Linked DNA regions of Mus musculus: region 2 is linked to region 1. Evidence: chromatin contacts called from public promoter capture Hi-C data. All regions are on one chromosome and are shown on one strand. Each heading gives the region's core, a stretch centred on a gene start, on an enhancer-like site or on the middle of the called end of the contact. The rest is flanking DNA. Distances are from core to core; before and after follow the strand shown. Region 1 overlaps Ncor2 (nuclear receptor co-repressor 2). Region 2 overlaps Scarb1 (scavenger receptor class B, member 1).

Region 1 (2,700 bases), core at 161-2,660:
GGGAGCTCAGTTTTCTAGAATATAGAAAGAAGTAAGCCAGTCATGGTAGCACACACCTTTAATCCCAGCACTAGGGGGCAGAAGCAGGAGGATCTCTGTGCATTCAAGACCAGCAAGGTCTACATGGCAAGTTCCAGGACCACCCAGCCCCTGGTGAAGGTGGGCAAGAAAACATCCTACAGGCCTCTCTGCTTTTATTCTCCATCTGTGTGCCTGCCACAGCTCCATGTGACACGGTGGAGGAAGAGACTCTTTCTACAGGGCAATACCGTTTCCATCTCAGGGCCTAAGTGGTTGCCATGGTGACAGACCAACGTGAACAGCTCCTGCCATCTTGGTAGCCAGCCCTGTGTCTGACTCTCATCAGGCTCTGCTGGCGTCCTACCCAGTCATCTGACAGCCTGGCCTGAGATCCCATCTGAAACACTGTACAGGTGCAGAGAGAGGTGCAGAGAGGCTGAGTAAAGTGTCCAAGGTCACACAGCAGGCAGGTGGAGAGCCCAAGTGAGCCTACCCCAGGTACTGCGTTCCAGGCCAAGTCTTCCCTAAATTGCTATAAAAACCACAAGGTAGGTCCTTCAAAACACAGAAATGGATTCTGCCTCAGCTACGGAGGCCTGGTAGGCTGTTCTCAGGGTTCCAGGGCAGATTGAAAGCCTCTTCCACCCTCAGCAAGTCCAGGGGTCCTTACTATGGCTATGTTGGCCCATTCTGGCCTCCTTCCTGAGACTCTCTCCTGATTATCATGGCACTGTAGAAGGATGGTGACCACCCAGGAAATGCACGGTGATTCTATCTGCAGTCACCCTGCAAGACCTAATTTCTAAATGCTGTCACAGGATCTGGGGTAGCCAGACTTGAGCAGACCCCTGTGTGCTCTAAATTAAACCCGATCTGAGTCTAAGGCTCCCTCAAGCCCACGGCTAGACCCTATGGAGTCTCCATGTAGCCAGAGAGGCCAAGCATGAAGCCACACGCAGGGACACCTAGGGGCATGGTCCTGGCCCAAGAGGCCCCTCTGATTGGCAGGAAGCCAGGGTCTCACGCCCAAGGCTCTTGGGAGAGGCCAGCTCCGTGACTCATCCACTCACAGGCGAAGAAGCTGGAGGTGGCTCGGGAGAGGAGAGAAAAAGGCAAAGCCAAGGACCCAGCTGGGACCTGTGTGTTGCTCTGTAAATGGGATCTCTCTCTCTCTCTCTCTCTCTCTCTCTCACACACACACACACACACACACACACACACACACATACTCACACACTCACTCACACATGAGAGAACATTGACCCTGACCTTGAAGGGTTCAGGGTAGCCCAGTCATAGTAAGGAACAGGTCAGTGGTTCCTAGTCTGCAGGCCTCCACCCCGGCCACCGGCCTGGGACCTGACTGAAAGGGGCATGACATCATAGGCAGAGGCACTCTGCTGGGAGCTGGGAGGAGGCTGGACCAGGGGACAAAGGACGCATTGTCAAAGCAGGACTGGAGGCAGGGGGCGGGTCTTCTGGCTCCAAGTGGCAGGAGAAGCCACCCCCGGTCTTCCAGAACAGGGCGGGCAGCCTGGGAAGTGTCTGCGCCAAGGAGAAAGCTGTGCCTGGGAAGTGGGCCTCCCAGAGCTGCTCAGGGCTACCCTGAGCCAAGGAGAAGAACATGGCCTTCCGGGGAGGAAGCGGGATAATCCCCTAAGCACCAGCACCCTGAAGGCGGAATGACACAAAAACTATCCCCTTCACACTATCTTCTAGGTCTTTCTGTGTCTTTCGGGGAGCTACTTACAGAACAGGATGATTCTAGGGTCAAGTGAGGCCAGTGAATGTTCATAGCCTCTGCCCCAGGCAAAAGTGGCCATTACACCCACACCTAAATAAAGACCCCTCCTTTCCAACCCCATCTCCATGACTTCTCCCAGGAGCTGGGCACCCAGTAAACACAAAGGATGCCCCGGTTTCCCACAGTGAGTGCCACAGGTCATCAGTCTGGCCAGTCTGAGGAAGCAGGGTCCTGCCTCTACATACAAGACATACACACACACACACACACACACACACACACACACACACACCACATACATTCATTCATGCATCACACACACACACACACACCCTACACATAAATACCCAAACTCATACCTCACACACATACATACACACACACACACACTGCACACATATACCACACACAAACACATGTATATACATACACCACATATATACTCTACACATATATCACATACATACACATCTATCCATATACACACACACACTGCACACATATACCACACACAAACACATGTATATACATACACCACATATATACTCTACATATATATCACACACATACACATCTATCCATACACACACACACACACTGCACACATATACCACACACAAACATATGTATATACATACACCACATATATACTCTACACATATATCACACACATACACATCTATCCATACACACACACACACTGCACACATATACCACACACAAACACATGTATATAAATACACCACATATATACTCTACACATATATCACACACATACACATCTATCCATACACACACACACACACACACTGCACACATATACCACACACAAACACATGTATATACATACACCACATATATACTCTACACATATATCACACACATATACATCTATCCATACACACACACACACACACACACACCACTCTAAGCCA
Region 2 (2,700 bases), core at 77-2,576, 170 kb after region 1:
TCGGGAAGACAAGGGCTTTATGCACCGGGTGGGGGGGTGGGGGTGGGGGGGGGTGGAGCGGGGGCAGAGCCAGTGCTGTGTGATGTACTGAGGAGCAGGGAGAGGGAAGAGGATGATTCTTGAGTCACCAGCAGTGAGGGACAGAAGACAGTAAGCAGGACCGGGGGCGGGGCTTAGTGATTGCCTAGTGTGCAGGCAGCCCTGGGTCCAGTCATGCAGGGCTGTCATCCTAGCACTTGGGACACTGAAGGAGTTAGATGGTAACTTTGAGGTCAGCCTGGGATACACAGTGAATGAGACACTCTGTCTCAAAACAGAACTACTGATTTTCTCCAAGGCTAGGAGGAAGAGGTGGACCATTCCCTGACCTGGGACCTCTGCTAATGCCACAGAGCTAAGAGTCACCACCCCCAGCTCATCAGAGATAGCAGTGTCCAAAAGCCAAACAGCTTTGACTTTGAACTCGACCTGCCAGGACAAAGACAACCACCCCACTGTCCCCAAACAGCCAGAAACAACAGGCAGAGGCTCCAGGGGAGGTGGCAAGCCAGAACTGGCAGGTCAAGCCCAGCCCCACGTCAGAGTAGACTCCGAGGCAGGCGGACACTGGGCCACACTCTCTCAGGCCTAGCTTGGCTCTCTGGGCCTGGGGTTTGTCCTTGAGTACTGCAAGGCCGGAGTCATGAAAGCCATGGCTGGGTCTGGCCTGTCCTCCTCGGGACCCACTGAAAGAAAAATCCCCTGCTGAGTCCACCTAAGAGATGTCCTGCCGCACCTTCCGTTGGTCACCCACAGCCTGAACATCTGGCAAAAACAGAGAGGCATTTCAAGACCCTGGCACCCTTAGGCAGCTGTGACTCCTGCAAACTACCCTGCAGCTTATCAGCCTGGTAAGATCTGCCCACGGACGCATTAGTGGCACGGATATTATGGGTTTAGCCAATACTCTCTGACTGGATTTAAGGCCTTCTCCATAGGACGAAAAACATGCCCGATACTATAAATCTGGCTGAGAATCAAATGGCTGAGACAGGCTCTGGGGGTGCTGTTCCCCCATGACCCCAGAACTACTATTTTGCTTACTGCCACACAGTGTAAAACTGCCCCTACAATATGTATATGGGCCACAGCAATTGGATTGAGTGGGTAAATAAGGGGGAAAAAGAAAAGACAAGAAGAAAGTACTGGCTGTGGTGGCACGTGACTTTACTTCCAACGCTTGGGAGGCAGAGGCACAAGGATCTATGTGAGTTTAAGACCAGCCAGCACTATCTAGTGAGATCCTGTCTCGAAGGGGTGAACAAAACCAAAACCAAAACCAAAATGGATATAAAATCAGGAGTGGCCTGTAGGGGGATCTGGGAGGAGTAGCAAGCGTGTATCATTGAAATACGTTGTATGAATGTTGTGGTTCTCAAAGACTGAATAAACGATTTTACATTTAAAAGAAGAGAAGACATAGATGCAGCTCAGTGGAAAAGAGCTTACCCAGCCCGTGCAAGGCCCTGGGTTCAATCCCTACCACCACAACCAAATCAACACATGGTGGAAAACTAAAAAAAAAAAAAAATTAAGAGCTGGCTCTCGGGGTGCACGCTGTTGGAGCACACGCCAGTCACTTTAGCGCTCAGGCAGCTAAGGCAGAGGGTTGACTGGCTTTCTGAGGCCAGCCTTGCTGCATGGCAATCACCCGCTTCACAACAGCAAGAGGACAAAACAAAGACAAAACAGGCTTTGCCAGGAAAAGGTCCCAGGAGGGTGTTCCAGCAAAGGCTGGCCTGCCGAGCAAGCGTGCGGGGCTCCGTGTCCACCCATGACAGGAGTGTTTATAAACCGAGACTCTAGGAAACATCTGTGGAGCTGCTGGGAGATTACCAACCTGCCTCTGCCAACACGAGACAAGTCCCACGGGTGCTCATGGCTCCACTCGTGTGTGTGTGACCTGGTGGATTAAATTAGATCCATCCCCAGCCCTGAACAAAGTGGGCACAGTGCCCACCTCTGCCACCCCAGCCCTCCAGAAGCACAGGCAGGAGGAGCAGGAGTCCCAGGCCATCCTCAGCTACATAGTGAATTCAGGGCTAGCCTGGGCTACGTAAGACCATCTCAAAAAGAAAAAGGGAGGGGAAGGGGAAGGACTCAGTATACTACTGGGGGAGAGAATACAGAAGGAAATATGCACAGGGCGTTGTGAGTCCTACTGTGAGAAATTCCAGAATAAACAAGGCTGGCGTGTCTCAATAAAGGTTTTTATATTCTTTTAATCTCTGCAGTTACTTATTTGTGTATATGGGTATGTGTGTGGGTTTGCTTACGCCAGGGTGCATGTGTGGAGGTCAGAGGACAGTTCTCCCTCCTTCCACCATATGGGCCCCAGGGATCGAACTCAGGCCATTAGGCTTGGCAGCAAGTGCCTTCACCCACTGAGCCATCTTGCTGCGCCCTCCATTGAATACCGAAACTGAAATGCACCCATCATTTTTAAAAGGTCAGCTGTAAAGTCAAGTAGACTATACTTCCCCAGAACACTGCAATAGGAAGCTGAAGCTAAATAAGTGAGGGCATGGGTGAGGTACACAGCCCGGGCAGCCAGCGGGTACTTGTGTGCACTTCTAACATAGATCATATCTGTGCAGTGCCCTATGGCTCTGCGGAGCCTCTACCTGGGACAACACCCCGAATACCAGCTCCCAAATGCTG

The links. Capture Hi-C pulls out chosen DNA fragments and counts their contacts.
Region 2: a contact with region 1 is called in a promoter capture Hi-C map of adipose tissue. The contact joins two enhancer-like sites. A contact is called at or near these places in 3 of 115 datasets of contacts at active chromatin or transcription factors (bone marrow-derived macrophages, embryonic stem cells and pancreatic cancer cells) and 3 of 9 other capture datasets (adipose tissue, liver and pancreatic islet).

What each region holds. Positions count from the first base shown.
Region 1 is chr5:125,133,536-125,136,235 of GRCm38.p6, forward strand. All of the region lies in intron 1 of Ncor2 (nuclear receptor co-repressor 2), which reads right to left. Among named protein-coding and RNA genes, the nearest start is that of Ncor2, 44 kb to the right of the region's middle. Within about 2 kb of position 1,411, at least 222 of the 459 cell types and tissues checked have an H3K27ac peak or open chromatin away from gene starts, as enhancers often do. A contact at or near this core is called in adipose tissue and liver, where this site is marked.
Region 2 is chr5:125,305,260-125,307,959 of GRCm38.p6, forward strand. All of the region lies in intron 1 of Scarb1 (scavenger receptor class B, member 1), which reads right to left. It overlaps Gm32701 (a long non-coding RNA gene), which reads left to right. Exons shown (of 5, transcript XR_001784962.2): 2 at 338-890. Among named protein-coding and RNA genes, the nearest start is that of Gm32701, 3.3 kb to the left of the region's middle. Within about 2 kb of position 1,327, at least 22 of the 459 cell types and tissues checked have an H3K27ac peak or open chromatin away from gene starts, as enhancers often do. A contact at or near this core is called in adipose tissue and liver, where this site is marked.